Regions from separate parts of the Mus musculus genome. Here regions 2, 3 and 4 are each linked to region 1. The links are chromatin contacts, called in public HiChIP or PLAC-seq and promoter capture Hi-C maps. All regions are on one chromosome and are shown on one strand. The core of a region is the stretch at or near the end of the contact, and the rest is flanking DNA. Distances in the headings are between cores, read along the strand shown.

Evidence for each region. Promoter capture Hi-C pulls out the DNA fragments that hold promoters and counts their contacts. HiChIP or PLAC-seq counts read pairs in DNA pulled down with a chosen protein or histone mark.
Region 2: a promoter capture Hi-C map of liver shows a contact between it and region 1, with 2.6 times the contacts expected there. The contact joins the enhancer-like site here to the promoter of Sfmbt2 in region 1. A contact is called at or near these places in 4 of 39 promoter capture datasets (the HPC-7 cell line, frontonasal cranial neural crest, hippocampal neurons and 1 more) and 2 of 115 datasets of contacts at active chromatin or transcription factors (T-cell acute lymphoblastic leukemia and embryonic forebrain).
Region 3: a contact with region 1 is called in an H3K4me3 HiChIP or PLAC-seq map of embryonic forebrain, with 5 times the contacts expected there. The contact joins the enhancer-like site here to the promoter of Sfmbt2 in region 1. A contact is called at or near these places in 3 of 39 promoter capture datasets (hippocampal neurons and liver), 1 of 484 Hi-C or Micro-C datasets (cortical neurons) and 4 of 115 datasets of contacts at active chromatin or transcription factors (embryonic basal ganglia, embryonic forebrain, forebrain and 1 more).
Region 4: a contact with region 1 is called in an H3K4me3 HiChIP or PLAC-seq map of craniofacial prominence, with 6 times the contacts expected there. The contact joins the enhancer-like site here to the promoter of Sfmbt2 in region 1. A contact is called at or near these places in 7 of 39 promoter capture datasets (the C10 cell line, the HPC-7 cell line, cranial neural crest and 4 more), 2 of 15 datasets of contacts at CTCF or cohesin (large pre-B cells and stem cell-derived epiblast-like cells), 3 of 484 Hi-C or Micro-C datasets (cerebral cortex, forebrain and lens fibers), 9 of 115 datasets of contacts at active chromatin or transcription factors (craniofacial prominence, embryonic basal ganglia, embryonic forebrain and 6 more) and 1 of 9 other capture datasets (embryonic stem cells).

Annotation. Positions count from the first base shown.
Region 1 is chr2:10,368,424-10,372,606 of GRCm38.p6, reverse strand. It overlaps Sfmbt2 (Scm-like with four mbt domains 2), which reads right to left and starts at 2,156. Exons shown (of 23, transcript NM_001198808.1): 1 at 2,055-2,156.
Region 2 is chr2:11,190,361-11,194,386 of GRCm38.p6, reverse strand. All of the region lies in intron 1 of Prkcq (protein kinase C, theta), which reads right to left. Among named protein-coding and RNA genes, the nearest start is that of Prkcq, 20 kb to the right of the region's middle. Within about 2 kb of position 1,741, at least 114 of the 459 cell types and tissues checked have an H3K27ac peak or open chromatin away from gene starts, as enhancers often do. A contact at or near this core is called in the HPC-7 cell line, T-cell acute lymphoblastic leukemia and liver, where this site is marked.
Region 3 is chr2:10,966,855-10,971,365 of GRCm38.p6, reverse strand. No RefSeq gene overlaps it. Among named protein-coding and RNA genes, the nearest start is that of Gm23877, 46 kb to the left of the region's middle. Within about 2 kb of position 1,900, at least 5 of the 459 cell types and tissues checked have an H3K27ac peak or open chromatin away from gene starts, as enhancers often do. A contact at or near this core is called in embryonic forebrain and neural tube, where this site is marked.
Region 4 is chr2:11,098,774-11,103,225 of GRCm38.p6, reverse strand. It overlaps the pseudogene Gm13294. Among named protein-coding and RNA genes, the nearest start is that of Gm13264, 64 kb to the right of the region's middle. Within about 2 kb of position 2,780, at least 40 of the 459 cell types and tissues checked have an H3K27ac peak or open chromatin away from gene starts, as enhancers often do. A contact at or near this core is called in craniofacial prominence and second pharyngeal arch cranial neural crest, where this site is marked.

The sequences.
Region 1 (4,183 bases), core at 907-3,406:
TTGTCCTGCCAGGAATGGTGGAACCTGGCCCCCGGGGGCGACCGGAGTGGGCGCGGGTCCGGCTCACCCGCCCTCTCTTGCTCGCTCGCTCTCTACCCGCCGCCTCCCTAGCGCGCCCGCTCGGGTCCTCCAGCTCCCACTACAGCCTCATTCCAATATGGCATCCTCTCTATGCGCATGCCCGGCACTCTTTTTTAAGATTTCTCTCTTTCTCTGTAGAGCGAACTCCTTCAACGACCTTTTTCCAATGCTCGCAAAATGTCTCGAGCCAATTAGCCTGCTCTTCGTGGTAGACTCCTTCTCCCGCCCACAAGGTGACACTCTCCCCCCGCCCACCGCCCCCCCCCGCCTCCCCCCGCCTCTCCCCCCTCCCCCCGCCCAGGCATAGGTAGACACCTCCCCCAGTGAGCACGGACCTCGCCACGAGGACCCCTGGGGCGGTTCCCTTCCCTCCTTTCCTTCAACTCCCTCCACAAGTGATCCGTAGAAAGTTCACACCGCAAGCGTACCCGAACACCCATTTGCCCCGACAACTGGACTCACACCCCAATTTCTCAGCTGTTGTTTGTTTTCTAGGTTTGCAATCCCCTGGTCTACCTAGAGCATAATCTCGTGCTTTACCCGTCCAAGAGTTTTTGAAGTGAGGAGAATGGGGGACCCTAAAAACAAAATCGAAGGTCCCGTCTGGTCTACCCCACCCTGTACTTTAATTGTGCTTTTATATGAAGACTCTCAAAAAAAAAAAAATCTGTTCTTGGGGGAGAGAAGAAGAGGTTTTCTTTGGGCCCGTACCACACCCAAAAATGCTGGGAGTTAAGTTTGGACTGCCGGGGATCTACCAGCTGCAATCTACAGGAATGCGAGTGACGAAGCTCGCTGGGCTTCTGGTGGGACACCTGGCCAGGACAGGTTCCCGTAGGGTGGGGTTTCCCTGGCCCATATCAAGAAAAACCAGGTCCTTCATGATCTATAGGAATGGAGCGGAAGATCCGCCCAATCTGATCTGCGGGGTCTACCCGCACTTTTTCACGGGCGTGGCGCAAGGGCTAATGAGCTTCCCGGGCCTTGGGCGCAATGGTGGTACGGAACACAAACGAAATGTCCCCTATACAGAAAAGCTGGAGATGCCCAGGTAGACAAAACTCACCGTTTATGAAGCTGGGAAGCAGTAGAGCGAATATAGAGCTGGTTCTATCGACTAGGAAACAGAAGACACAATTGCTCAAGGTCTTTGCCTTTACAACCCCGACTTCAAAAAAAAAAAAAAATCTTCCACTCCGTAGTCTTCTATTGCCCACCTATCCCTTACACCACTCTCCGAAAAAACAACTACATACTGAGATTTTTAGTCACCCTCCCTGATCCTAACATCCCAGCGAAATTCCCACACGTGGTTCCCTAGGGAGTGGTGAGGGCTAGGAACCGCCAATAGAGTGACGGGGCCAGAGGCTAACTTTGCGCGGGAGACATCACCAACTATGAGGCTTTAGGTCATCTGGAAGAATCTAGAAGGGAGAAGCGCAGAAATGGCTCTCGCCATTATTGGGCCTCAGGGGTGGGGGGTGGGAGGGAATGGTGGGCGAAAGTCAGAGATTCGGAAAGCGTGGTGGAAGTTACAAAAGACTGAGCCCTGCCAGTCTGAGAATATTTCCTTCACATTTTAGAGAATTCTTTAGCTCTAAAGCGTCTCGCCTTGCCCATACACCTCCGTTTAGTACAGAGCCATCTAAGACCCTGAAGGCCCCAGTCATTCGCTTATCAGTATTCTCTGAGGTTCACACTTTTATCACCCGCCGGAGTTTGCCACTCCCGAAGCTAGCTTCCCGGTGTCCAACTCTTAGGAACACCAATGTATTTTTTGAGCTCATCATCCTTAAGGTCGGAGACTCCTGACGGCAGAAACTTCTCAAAAATAAATTAATCCCGTCCCTGAACATTATTCATCCCATCTACACCCGCAACTGCTTCTTTTATTAACCCAAGGTGGTCTCAGGTGAAGAATCCGAGGATTCCAGAGTGTATGTCCAGGTTTAGGTCTCAAAGTCCCAACTTACCTCTTCTCACTCCTTCAACTCGCAGCTGATCCTTCAGAAAGAGGTGGGAAAGAGGCTCAAAGTCACCTTTAGAGGCTTAGACCCACAAGACCCAACCTGCGCTTCCGTCCAGGGGAGTGGTCAGGGTCCTGTCCTTCCCCCTTCCCTCCCTCCTCCCCCCAATAACCAAGCGCAAAGCACTCTTAGACCGGAATAGCTCTCAACTCACACTAGGTTGTCCAACCCAACTCTCCAAAGCCTCAGGTTGTGGTTGCGTTGGACGCCTTAGGCAGCAGAACTCCTTTGTGCGTCCTAGACCGCCCACCTAGCTCCCAGCTTCCCTACCAGGACTTCCGGGCAGCTCCCCTTTGGAAGGAAATAGAATTTTATCAGTCCACCAGCCACGAGGCTTGAGTTGTAACCTACCAACGCGGTAAGGGTTGCGGGTCTATTTCCTGGTTTAAAGTTACGATTGCCCACTGAACGTTGTTCCATCAAAATTTTTAAACACACACCTGATTATCTTACCTGATTCGACAAAGTAATTAAGCAATCTCTATATGGTTGATATTCAGACCCACATTATGTAATTCTGCCCAAGGATCTATAGCAAATGGCGCGGAGTTCCACCCACCCATTCATTCATTCATTCATTTGTGTATTTATCTATCTACCTGTCATGATTAAGAAATAAAAAACATTGCGCTGTCACTGCACGTAGTGGCCGCACTGTTTACACAAATTACTCCAATGATGTCTACAGCAAACGGTCTCCAAGTTCAATATCCTTTACTTTTAATTCACTCTTGGCACATGGCTTTTCTTATGTCCTTTGGCTTTTCTTTGTGATCGTTGCTCCTGCTGCTGTTGTTGTTTTGTTTTTTGTTTCTTTTTAACCCACCTCCCACTTTTATCCCAGGGCACCCAAAAGGCAATGAAAAGTGGCTAGCAGGTTCCCTCCGAAGTTAAAGGTACTCCTTCGTCCCGTTCCAATGCCGTCTAATTTCCACTTTCATTTCACAACCAGACCCTTTAGGGATGTGTGACTCCAAATGCGGGACCCACTCCAAATCAATAAAACAGTAACCACTGCCAAGAAATAAAGAAGTAGAGAAAGCAGAGACTGCCTTTCCAAAGACAAAATGCACTCCAACTCAGGAGAAGTCATGTTCAGTCTCACGATTAATAGTACTAAGTGATTCACTAAAAAATAATTAACACTTTCTGAAAAATCTCCCTTCAAATAAGTCTCTGATAGCACTGACTATATATGCTCTTGCATTCCTAAATTCTGGCTAAGCCATTCATTTCACCACTGTGTTAAAAAGTAATTAAATTAGTTTTGTTAACTGTAAGATATGTATATGCTCTTCCATTTCTCTAATGTCACAGAAAAAAATTAGAAAAGTTCACAGAGGAAAAGTTTCTCCTTTATATTCTGTAAATTCCTAAGAATCATGTCATGAGAACTTACAAGGTTAAAAAAAAAAACTGTGTGTTTATATTTATATTAGAGGCATGTAGTGGTTTAAATCTTGTTGCGTTATAAGTAATAAATAAGTGTTGTGTATTTGTTGAGCCGCATGTAGTCATTTTTTTTTACATGCTCATTTCCTTCAAAAGCAAGGAAGAATCCACTTTCCACAGACTCTTTGTATCTAAATATTTCTTAAAGATGCAGGTCATGGAAGCTTACATACAAGCAGGAGAGCTAACAGCCAAAACCAATATTTGACAAATGTGTGCAATCTTCTCTTTCCAAGGACCTTTACCCCAAAACTTGTTTCCTCTTAGACCACATAAGAGAACACTCTATTAGCCTTCTAACTCACCAAGTCTACATTCTCTCCTCTTCTCTCTCTCTCTCTCTCTCTCTCTCTCTCTCTCTCTCTCTCTCTCTCTCTCTCTCTCTCTCTTTCTCTCTCTCTCTCTCTCTCTCCTTTTTCAGTCCTTTGTCAACATTACAGTTCTTGGCCAAAGTACTAGGAATCAAGAGACCTTGGTCCCTGCTTTATCATTACTTATCTGTGTTACCTCTGGGAGTCCAGCGGCTTCTCTCTCTAACTGCGTTTCCCCCTGTAGTTAAAATAAACACACCGGGTTAGGGTTGGATGTTCCTAAAAGTCTTTTATGACTCCAAAGATTATCTA
Region 2 (4,026 bases), core at 492-2,991, 820 kb before region 1:
TAAATCTTCCCAGCTAGAAATACTAGAACCACCCATGAGTCCTTCGCCTCCCTCACTGTGTCCATGTTACAAATTCTGCACATGTATTTAATCTTGTTTTATCTACTGCATTCAGTAATCACCAGGACCAATCTGTTAGGGTGAGAATGTCATATGTGTTTCCCCAGATCGTAATGATGGAGCTAAAGCAAACTGCCTTTTTATGTGGCCTGTTCCTTTTCTACACTGACCGTGTGACTTGTCTTCCTTAAAAATTGCCTTTTTTTTGGGGGGGGGGGGGGAGGCGTTGAGATGGCTCAGTGGGTAAAACAACCTGCCACATAAACCTGATGTTTCAACTGTGGATCATAGTTTTTCATAGTTTCGGGAGAAACTATGAAAAAAAAAAAACCCAAAAAACAAAACAAAACAAAACAAAACAAAACAAAAACAAAAACAAAAAAAAAACCCTTAGGCAGCTGCATGCACCTGCAATCCCAGAATTTTTTGAGGTAAGAAGAGACAAGAGGTGCACACAGGCGAGGCCTGGGGGCCATCTGGCCTGCACCACGCAGAAAAACAGCAAGGAAGAACATGTCAGACTTTGCCTCCAAACAAAGGTGTAAATCTAGACTCATGAACTCTTTTAAGTATGTGCAAGATAATCTCTCACGCATGTACTTAAATTTTAAAGGGAATTCACTCCATCAATATTTAAGGGACACTCTCACAACAGCATTTATTCCTGTTTCTTACAAGCACATCCTTCTAAATTGCCTGGGATTTGGTTGAAAAGAGCCCTGAGTCCAACAAACCTCCCTTCACAGCTGCTAAGATAAAAACAGACATACAATATTTTTAAAATAAAATTAAAAAAAAAAAAAAGCTTAGTAAACACAGGGAGGAGACATATGCAGAAACCCACAACTGATTTAATTTGCAAAACCACACCGCCTTAGCTCAACTAGAGTGAAGATGATTTAGATAAAATACAACCAGAAAAGGGAGATAGCGGATACCGGGTAAGCAACACAGCTGATGCTGTAGCAGGAAACGCTCTGGGCGGGAAGTGAAGATCAGAAAAACTTTCTACATTGGCTTTGTTTCAAGATGCTGGAGGCAATCACTGCTCATTGGAAGAAGGTATTAACTTGTCTCTGTGGGAGAATCCTCACCTTGATGCAGGAAGGAAAACAAGACTTGTTAAATTGAAGCTGTGGAGTCTGGAGCTACCTTCATCTTTGCGTGCAAAGACCTGAGGAATTTCTCAAGAGGTGGATTGTATCTTTAGGGTGTAAGAAAAGAGGGCAAGAAAAACTCCGTGTAGAAACCAACGACTGTGGTTCCTTTCCCAGGAAGTATTTGCAGAGTAGATTACAAGCATAAATGACCATAACCGCACAGCAGGGCAAAACTGCCTCTGGAGGTGACACAGGCTGAAGGTCAAAGGAGAACAGAAAGCGAAAGCTTTTCTGTCTGAGCTTTATTTATGAGTTGGAATTCACTAAGCCATTCTCAAGCATTCTGCTGCTCATTTTCCTAGCTGTGAAATAATTCAGCCATAGGCAATAAAAGGTTAAGGATCAAAAGTGAAAGCAGAGATGAACCTTATGAATAAGGATTACAGCTGTCGGCTTAGGTAAGAGAAGATTCACCTAGGAGCTGGCATTCACTGCCCACTACCAAGACCCAGGCGCTATGTAGTAACAAAAGAATCCAGGGTAGAAAAAGAGAGTCACGTGTGCTTTGAGCCCTTCTAGAGGACCCAAGGGGAGCACTCAAGGATGTGTGGGTCTAGCAGAGAGGGTGGCCATGCTGCTTCTACGCTGTCTAATGGTGCCTTTGTTTTTCTTAACCATGATTTTGCGGCAGTGAGAATGTATGAGATTTTTTTTTTTCTGAGTCATACGTTAAACAATCTGAAAGCTGCTGGGGTTGCAGAAGTTCCCCTGAGCTTCCCAGCCTTGTCTGGATTCTTCAGGCACCGGCCATTACTCAACCTGCTCTCACCGAGCCCTGTTTGCTTTCTTCTCCAACAGACAGGTCTTCTGAGGGCTAGCTAGCATCTTCTCCTTTTATCCCTCTTTCCTCTCTATACACAAAATTATGTCCAATGTGGTTAGATATCTGATCAAGAAATATTTAACTCAAATAAGGCAAATTTAAAGTTTAAAATTAAAAAAATGTCCAGTTTCTGCTCATTGACTAAACCAGGCTAAGGTGTCGTGGAATGTCCACGGAACCTGGGTTTTTAAGGTGATCCGTGCCTTTCAAAGTCCTAAGGTGGCAGAGAATTTCAGGCATTGGAAAAGAATGTGGTGAAAATTTTCTACAATATTTTGTAGGAAGAAATGTTCCAAGGCAGTGGTTCTCCACCTGTGAGTCCCACACAACCCCTTTGGGGGTTGTCTATCAGATATTTACATTATGGTTCATAATAGTACCAAAATTAAAGTTATGAAGTAGAAATGAAATAATTTCATGATTAGTGGTCACCACAACATGAAGAACTAAGGGCCACAGCATTGGGAAGGTTAAGAACCACTGGTCTGAAGGGTTTCTTCCCAACAGGTTAGGGCACTTAGACTTATTTTATACCTTTCATAGTGTCTTCCCTTCTTCTATGACTGAATATATATATGATTGAAACCTAAAATCACTAGCTAGGACCTGGGGAAATGGCTCAGTGGAAAAGGGCCAGGTAAGGGTGAATACTTGATTTCTATGATCCCTGGCACCCTCTGGCTGTGGCCAAACACTTGGTCCATCACTTCAACACTGTCATGTCAGAGACTCACAAGTTGCCAGGCTAGCGAGGTAGCTCCACATTGAGTGAGAGGCCTGCTTCAAGGCAATGATGCAGAGATAATAGAGCAAGACACCCAGTGTCCTTCCCTGGCTTCTACATAGGCATGCACCTCCACATGTGTGCAGATACACAAGACTACACACACCACATATGCTTCCTCACATTCGCCAGACAAACAGAACACTCTAGCACTGGTGGGTCTGCTGTGGCAGGATGGTGACACTGAGGGAAGCCTTACTGACTGCAGCTCCCTAGAAAGAGGGTCATGAACGTCCTCTACCTAGGCAGTTATTGAATCTAATTTGTTTTCATGTATTCATTTCCAGGGCTAGTATGGATGTATTTGTTTATTTTTGAGGCAGAGTCGCTCACAGCCCAGCCTAGCCATGAACTTTCCTGTAACCAAGGTGACCTTGAACCTCTGATCCTCTTCGTTCTGTCTCCCAATCACAGGTGAGCACTACCACCCTCTGCACAGTGCTGCGGCTCTGTGCATGCTCCCTAAGCGCTCGACCAGACAGGTACACCTCTGCTTTTCCACTATAATTATATTCGATTAATTGCTTTGCTTTTGAAAATTGCCCATTTTCTCAAATATGAAAACTCCATTAAAATTCTGAGTTTTTTTTTTCTTTTTAATAACCAATCAAAAAACCAAAGCATACCATTGTCAGCGGTTTTCTGGTGGGGGCGGTATAACACACTTGTTTTAACTCTCTCTCTCTTCTCTCTCTGACAAAATAAGAAACAAAAGTAAACAAGGAACAACCCCCCCCATCAACAACACAGAAATGAAAGTTAAAATGAGCAGGAAAAAAAATGAATAAAATTTAAAAATACCAAAACAAAACAAAAAGCTTCACAAAAATACCACTGAGTTTGTTTATTTTGTCAACTATTCCTGGCCATCTCGGAGGTCTGACCTGTGTGTGGTTCATATATTTGGTGACATTCCAATAGAGAAAAAAAATTAAATGATGCCTTTAAAGATCTCTCTCTCTGTCTCTCATTATGTGCACAGTGTTTTGGCTGAGTTCTGCTTGTATACCACTTACATGTCTGGTGCCACTGGAGTCAGAGAGGTGTCAGGTCTCCTGGGACTAGAGTTGCAGGTGATTGTGAACCACATTTTGGGTGCTGGGGATTGAACCTGGGGCTGTATGAATGCTAGGCAAGCATGCTACCAGCTGAGCTACATCCCTAACCCCTAAATGATGCTTTTGAAGTTAAAAACAAAA
Region 3 (4,511 bases), core at 651-3,150, 600 kb before region 1:
GGAAGGAAAGAGGAAGGGGAAGGGAGGGAGAGGGAAGGGAAAGGGAAGAGAAGAAAAGGGAAAGGAAGGGGAGGGGGGAAAGGGAGGGGAGGGGAGGGGAGGGGAAGAGAAAGGGAGGGAAGGCCTGACGTGGCTTTTTTTTCTTTGACCTAAGAATGACTTGATTCCAACATCTCTATTCTTTTGCTTATATCTTTATTCTTTCACAATTTTACACACACACACACACACACACACACACACACACACACACACAAACACAGTGGTTTGAAAGAAATCTGTCCCTTGTAAGCTTTTGTATTTGAATGCTCACTCCTCTGTTGGTGGCACTGTTTGAGGAGGCCATGGAGCCTTTTGGACATAAAGTAAAATGTCACTGAGGGCAGGTGTTGAGAATCTGTAACATGTCCTGATTTCCAGTTCTTTCTCCTTGGTTTCTTCATGTAAATGGATGCTTGTCAGCCTTGGGTGTTACAGAACAGTGTCCTCAGATGGGCTCCACATTTATCTCCTCACTATGTCTTCTGCCTCAAGATAATACATGTTACATAAAGGCTGAGGGAAAGAGCATTTGACCAGAGCTTGTTCCAGGTAGGGGCTACCACTGCAGCAGCTGTAGGAACAGCCTTTGGGAGGAGGTGTCTTGCCAATGCCTATCCAAAGTCTCAGAGTGACTGGCGGCCTTTCAACCTGGGAAGTCCACTTCTAGGACTGAATCTTCTGGAAAGAGTCAGAGCTCATATTTCCTTAGCATCGCTGCTGTAGCCTCTGACAGTCATGGTCAGTCGCGACAGGAGAAAACAAGAAACAGGGCACTGAGAGCGATTGGTTAAACTATGTATGGCTGAACTGGTAGACTGTTATGTATGTTATGACTGTTATGTATGTTATGTATGTTATGTACTGTTATGTATGTTATGACTGTTATGTATGTTATGTATGGCTGAACTGGTAGACTGTTATGTATGTTATGACTGTTATGTATGTTATGTATGTTATGTACTGTTATGTATGTTATGACTGTTATGTATGTTATGTATGGCTGAACTGGTAGACTGTTATGTATGTTATGACTGTTATGTATGTTATGTATGTTATGTACTGTTATGTATGTTATGACTGTTATGTATGTTATGTATGGCTGAACTGGTAGACTGTTATGTAAACACAAAGAGAAAAAGATCAGTTGTATAGTGGTGGTGGTGCATGCTTAAAACAAAATGGCTTGTGTTTTCTCTGAATGGAGGAGCTACCTAAGGCCTTCTCGTTTCGTCTTTGTATTATTTTGCATTTCCTACATATTTTAAATTACAAATGAGAACTTATTATTTTTAGCCCAGAACAAAACAGTTGCTGTTTACAAACATGTTTGGTAGAAGGGTCAGCTCCAGGTACATGATATGGAGCAGGAGGATCAGGCGACCTCTTTCCTCTTTCAGTTGCCATACCTATAAAACAGAACAAAGAACATGTCTGCCAATGTCAGGTTATCGTTAGGATTTAGGGACAAAGTAGAGGCAAACCATATGTAAGCATTTTAAAAAGGCATAAAACATTTTTATATGTTATATATGTTCAAATTTTTATTTCTGTTATAAGACTGAGGGTCACTTAAATAGCACAGTGATAGAATTGGAGTTAATGGATCAAAAATATCCTGCTAACGACAAATTATCCAGTGAAGACTCTCGGAGAGGTTTGGAGTGTCTATTCTGTATGACCGCAATGCTATGTTAAGTTTTGTTTGTTTTTGTTTTTTATCCTAGACAAAACTAAAGCCCCCTTTCTCCCCGTGAACTGAGCTTGTTCTTCTGCTTACAGCAGAAGCAGTCTATTGGCAGCAAGCAGCCCTTGTCTTACGGAAAACTGAGCACAGAGAAAGCCTGCACTTCTCTTTGTCTTTAATGGAATGTTCAGCCAACAGGATAAAGGGACACATCTTAAAATGCAAGTTTTCTTTCTGGAGTCTCTCCTGTTCCATGGCTAATTTGGATCTGGTCTTGGAGCAGAAGGAAGTATAAATTATAGCTAAATGGGAGTATCGGAAACAAAGGAAGAAGCGGTTATAAAGAGGGCAGGGGCGGGACCTGAGCGAGCCGGAGAACATTTGGGGAATGGAAATTAGACAGGTTCTGAAATATTTTCAAACCCTTTTACTGCCATCTGTTAGAGGTCTACGTTGCTATGAACTTATCATTTCCAATCAATGAATCCTCTGGCTATGGAAAACATTTGGTAAAGGATGATTGGACTTCTTTCTTAGTGGTAAAACGGGAAAGGAACGTGAAATCCGGTGGAGCCAGGATCCTGGGCAAACTCTTCCCGAGTACTGTTGGCTGCATGTTAAAAAGACCAAACAGGGCTTGCTTGTTTTCTCTCTTCCTTCCTTCCTTCCTTCCTTCCTTCCTTCCTTCCTTCCTTCCTTCCTTCCTTCCTTCCTTCCTTCCTTCCTTCCTTCCTCCCTCCCTCCCTCCCTCCCTCCCTCCCTCCCTCCGTCTTTCTTTCTTTCTTTCTTTCTTTCTTTCTTTCTTTCTTTCTTTCTTTCTTTCTTTCTTTTTCCTTCTAAAACCTGTTCTTTTATCATGCTGCACACTAAGGTTTGTCCCTGCCATAGATGATCCAGCTGTTAAGATCAGACTATGGGGAAAACGATTCCCTATAAAGTCGTCTACAGGTGTCGTCTGCAAGGTCTATCAGTGCCTGGATTAACCATGAAATTTCTGAACCTAGAGGCACTTTAGTACTTGGATCCAGTTGTCAGATTGCTGAATTAAAAAAAAAAATCTAGAGGCTTGAGAGTGGGCTTAGTGGGTAGGAACGCTTGCTGTCCAAGCATGAGGACCCGAGTTCAGATCTCAGTGCCCGCTTAACATAAACCAAGTATGGCTGTGTTGTGTACCTGTAACCCCAGCAGATGGAGACAGAAGGATCACTTAGCTTTCTGGGTGCCAGTGTCATAGCTGCAGACTCGGTGAGGAATTCTCAGAGATTTAAGGCAGAGAATAGGATTTGGGATGCATAAATGTGATCAGAACACATTGTGTAAAATTATCAAAGAATTCCAAGAATTACGGCTAAAAAGCAGAGTGAGCAGGAAACTTGACATCCTCCACAAGCACGGGTACTCATCTACATATGTGCTCACAAATCACACACACAAACACACACACACACACACAAACACACACACACACACACACACACAGAGAGAGAGAGAGAGAGAGAGAGAGAGAGAGAGAGAGAGACTATAAATAGAATAAAACCAACTGTTTTGTAAAAATAGAAATCAAGCAGAAAAGGAAGATCTTTTGCAGTTAAATGATTTTAGTTTTAGTCTCAAAGATTAATGAGTTAATCTAGAAAACAAACAACTCCTACTGGAAAAGGGCCTCATTATTTCTTTATTAGTTATTCTTTTCTTCGCTATGACAAAATACTTGAAAAGAGCAACCTCACTAAGGTCAGGATTACGCTGGTGCAGCTGAGCGTACTGTTCATCTTGGAGGTGGAAGGACACAGGGAGAGGGTCTTCTTACATCTTCAGTCAGGAAGCAAAGGGAGGGACTATTGTCCTTAGGTTACATCCTGATTTATTCAGCCCAGGAGTCCAACCAATGCAAAAGGGGTACCCACATTTAAGTCTTTTCACTTTAATTGATGCTGTCTAGAAAAAACCCTCACAGAAAATGCTTATAGACTTATTTCTGTGGTGATTCAAGATCACGTCGAGTTGAAAAATGAATAATGATCACAATCCCCAAAGATGGGTACCTGGAAACAGAAATGTTCATGTAGATCCCAAGTTCCAAAGTTCTCTGCATCCACCTGCTCTTCCCCTTCCAGGGCTGTCTCGTCTCATTCAGATTAGGTCTAGAAGTGTCCCTACATCTAGTCTTCTATGACACACATGAACTCAGTCTGTTCTAAGTATTCTTGGCTGCTTTGCTCTCCCCTTCTTCCCTTCCTTCCTTCCTTCCTTCCTTCCTTCCTTCCTTCCTTCCTTCCTTCCTTCCTTCCTTCCTTCCCTCCCTCCCTCCCTCCCTCCCTCCCTCCCTCCCTCCCTCCTTCCTTCCTTCCTTCCTTCCTTCCTTCCTTCCTTCCTTCCTTCTTCCCATTCATTTGTTTGTTTCTTTGTTTAATAGTAACACACACACACACACACACACACACACATGTGGGTGGGTGCTTTGTCTCCATGTATGCCTGCACACCAGAAGAGGTCATCAAATTCCATGGGACTAAAGTTACAGCCTGTTATGAGCTGCCATGTGATTGGTGTGAATTGAACTCACGACCTCTGGGAGAACAGCCAGAACTCTTAACCTTTGAACCATATTTCCAGCTCTGCCTTGCTGCTTCCTAAAGATAGCAACACGGTTGTTCTTGACTTAGCTTTTTCCTGGCTCTTATTTGAGGGTACTCTGTTGATCCTATTTCCTAAAACTAAAAACTGTATGTAAGGGTGAGGGAGACTGCAGAAAGCAATGATAAATGGATTGGGATGAGAGCAG
Region 4 (4,452 bases), core at 1,531-4,030, 730 kb before region 1:
TCTGCCTCCCAAGTGCTGGGATTAAAGTCGTGCGCCACCATCGCCTGGCACAAACCTACATTTTTATACAAGTCAACTTTATCCGAGTCTACGCAGCACAGCTGGTCAGGTTTGTTGGCAAAGGCCTTCAATACTGGTGCAGTTTAATGGATGCTTTGGAGGCAGTTTAATGGTGCAGTTTAATGGTTGCTTTGGAGACTTGCCCATTGGGCTTTTGGATGGGGACGGAAAGCATTTGCAAACAGAATTGGAACTGATGTGCGGTGTGACTCTGCTCGACTTCAGCAACGACTCCAGAGGCAAAGCCCTGTTTGAAAAGTGTGCCCTGGGTGGACTCGAAGGGTAAGATACCAGCTCCCTTACTACGCCCATCAGCTGAAGAACCACTCTTCTCGACGATTTCTTTGAGAATCTTTGAAAATCCAGTGTTAATACTGTTCATGCTCATGTTTGAGGAATCAAAGCTCAGAGACGTGAATTTCTTACTCTCATTTGTATAAACTAATGGATGCCCTTCATTAGATTTGGGGGCTCAAATCCTCTTGGAAACATTATCATCTAAGTTTAAGACATAGCACCTTTCCACTTTAAATTTCTGACTGGGACCTTCCCATTTAGTTTATCATTTATTAAGAAAACATTTATTATTATGCTCATGAGTGTATGATGTATATATGTACATGCACATGCCACTGTGCACATGTGAAGATCAGAGGACAACTTGGTGGAGAGTGGGTTCTCTACTTCTACTTTTAAATAGGTTCTGGGGTTGAACTCAGGTTACCATGATTGCACGGCAAGTACCTTTATCCACTGAGCCATCTTTCTGGCCCCTCGTTAATATTTAATTCTCTAATAAACTCTCCTACTCAAGTATGAAGCCTCTGTCAGAGACCCTTCTTACCCACTTTTCTGTTCTTATATCCTGTGCCACATCTAGGCCCTTTGGAAGGCAGGATTCCCTTGCCTTGCCTTGCCTTGCCTTGCCTTGCCTTGCCTTGCCTTGCCTTGCCTTGCCTTGCCTTGCCTTGCCTTGCCTTGCCTTGCCTTTCCTTTTTCCATTCCTTTTTCCTTTCCTTTCCTTTCCTTTCCTTTCCTTTCCTTTCCTTTCCTTTCCTTTCCTTTCCTTTCCTTCTGCAGAATCTGAGTCCCTGATGATAGACATTCTAAGAGAAAGAGGAGAGCAAAAGTGGACCCATCCAATTCTTTCTTTGCAGATAAAGAACCCAATCCCCATGTAGCAAGGGTTTCAGGTTCTTATAAAATGAGAAAGAAAAAAGGTCAAGAAAACAGTGGTTTTTACATGTGGTTTTCCCCATGAATATTTGCAGATCAACTCAAATGCTCATTTCCATTTCATAGTCCTTAACGTTCCATCATCAAACTCAGGTTTCTCTCTCTCCTTTTTGAGAACCCAGGGCCTTCTGCCAAGTGAAATTGATACTGTAATTTGGATAAACACTTCATTTCTTATATATAATGCCGTGTTTGCAGGAAAACATATCCTTATGTATCATATTAATTCAACTGACTAGTTTAAGTGTTATTTGCAAATAAAATAAAATTCTCGAGAAAACAGCTACTTACCCTATTTTATTTAAATACAAATTCAAAATCTGCACAAGATTGACTACTAGTAGAAATACAAAGAAATAGAAGATACTGCTTTTTTTCTGGGGGGGGGGTGTTTCGAGACAGGGTTTCTCTGTGTAGCCCTGGCTGTCCTGGAACTCACTCTGTAGACCAAGCTGGCCTCGAACTCAGAAATCCGCCTGCCTCTGCCTCCTGAGCGCTGGGATTAAAGGCGTGAGCCACCACCGCCCCACTTAAGATCCTGCTTTGTGATTAAGTCAAACCTGTTGGATCTGCTTTAGCAACAGAATTTGACTGTGGATGTGTGGATATGATATCAAATCACTCATTTGAACACAGGTATCTAAAGATTCAAAATACTTATAGACTAGTGAGTCTCTCCACCCTCATAAAAGAACCTTTTTCCCTATCAAGTAATGATCAATACAGAGACCCACACTGGTCAGCACAAAAAGAATGAGAGCCATGGGTTGCTTACTCTCAGTGGGGGCACCTGTATCACACCCCTCCTCCCAAGGATCATTACATAAGATGAGGGAGGACGATTGTAAGAACCAGATGGATATGGTAAAATGATATTTGCTGGGCCTAATAGAGTAAGTACACACATAAACTTACATCCACACTATATATTAATATGGTATTAAATCTAGCATCTACATCTTATTTCATGCTTGGGTAGGCACAAAACATTATAGCATGTTGCAAATGATCATAACTCAGGCTTACAAATCCGTAGCATAAGGAAGTTCTGATTATCTCATTCTTTGTTTGTTTGTTTGTTTCAAGACAGGGCTTCTCTGTGTAGCCCTCGCCGTCCTGGAACTCACTTTGTAGACCAGGCTGGCCTCGAACTCAGAAATCCACCCGCTTCTGCTTCCCAAGTGCTGGGATTAAAGGTGTGCGCCACCACCACCCAGCTGATTATCTCATTCTTGTGATCTGTTGGTGGAGGGAGTAGTGGAGAATGGGAAGAATATAGCAGAGAAGACAAAAAACACAAATGCAGGAATTATCAGGTCCCAAAGATACAATGTATTCACTCAGACAGTGTTAGAGAATTGAATATTTTCCCCAAACATTGATGTTATAGATGAAGAAGTTGAGCTCTGTTGAGCTAGGGGTATTAAGAAGAATCAGGCTCCGCTCTCTCGGTCATGTGACCTTAACAGGAAAAACCCCGCCTCCGCCCACCACCGCGTAGAAGACACGGGCCGGCGGCAGCAGCAAGCAGCAGCAGCAGCAGCAGCAGCAGCAGCAACGCGGGGCAGAGGCGGCGGCGGGGACAGTTAGCCCAGGCCGCCCGGCTCTGCCTCCCCCCTCACGCCCCGCCACGGCCGCCCGCACCTGCGACAGATATTTTTAAAAATGGATTTGACCAACCATGGACTTATTCTACTGCAGCAGTTAAACGCTCAGCGAGAGTTTGGTTTCCTGTGTGACTGCACGGTTGCAATCGGCGATGTGTACTTCAAGGCACACAAATCAGTTCTCGCTTCATTCTCCAATTACTTTAAGATGTTGTTTGTCCATCAGACCAGTGAATGCGTCCGCCTGAAGCCCACTGACATACAGCCTGACATATTCAGCTATCTGCTCCACCTGATGTACACAGGGAAGATGGCCCCACAGCTCATCGACCCTGTGAGGCTAGAGCAAGGGATCAAATTCCTTCACGCATACCCCCTTATCCAGGAAGCCAGCCTTGCCAGCCAAGGCAGCTTTTCCTATCCCGAGCAAGTCTTCCCTCTGGCCTCATCCTTGTACGGCATTCAGATTGCAGACCATCTGCTGAGACAAGCCACCAAGATGAATTTAGGGCCTGAGAAACTTGGGCGGGAGCCTAGGCCACAGGCATCCAGGATGAACCAGGAGCCTGTACCAGAGACCTCGCAGCTGTCCCAGCTGACTTCAAACCTAGCCCAGGTGAATCGGACAAATATAACTCCCGCAGACCCCCCTGCAGACCTCGCTGTCACCTGAACTTGTCTCCACACCTGTGCCTCCCCCTCCTCCTGGGGAGGAGACCAACCTAGAGGCCTCTTCCGCTGACGAGCAGCCATCATCCCTTACGATCGCCCACGTAAAGCCAAGCATCATGAAGAGGAATGGAAGCTTCCCCAAGTACTAAGCCTGCCACCTGTGCGGCCGTCGCTTCTCGCTGCGCACCTGGAGATCCACACCGGGGTGCCCTTCACTGCTGGCCCGCCAGGGGAAGGCCCTGGGCCCTTGTCGCTCTGCAGCAATGCGGCCGACCTGGGCAAGGAGGCTCTGGAAGTACCAGAGGCAGGAATGATCAGCGACAGCGAGCTGCAGCACATCTCCGACTCCCACATCATCGATGGGCAGCAACAGTCGGAGACACCACAGCCCTCAGACATTGCAGACATCGACAACCTGGAGCAGGCGGACCAAGAGAGGGAAGTGAAGAGGCGCAAGTATGAGTGCACGATCTGCGGCCGCAAGTTCATCCAGAAAAGGCACTGGCGTGAGCACATGTACATTCACACGGGCAAACCCTTCAAGGGCAGCACCTGTGACAAGAGCTTCTGTAGGGCCAACCAGGCCACACGCCACGTGTGCCTCAACCAGAGCATTGACACCTACACCATGGTGGACAAGCAGACACTGGAGCTCTGCACGTTCGAGGAAGGCAGCCAGATGGACAATATGGGGATGCAGGCCAACAAGCCCTATAAGTGCAACCTGTGTGACAAGATGTTCTCCACACCCAATGAGGTGGTCAAACACTCCTGCCAGAACTAGAACTCAGACGTGTTCACCCTGGACGAGGGACGGTCAGTCCTACTTTGCAGTGGGGACTCAGAAGTAACTGAACCTGACCACCCCGTGTTAGCT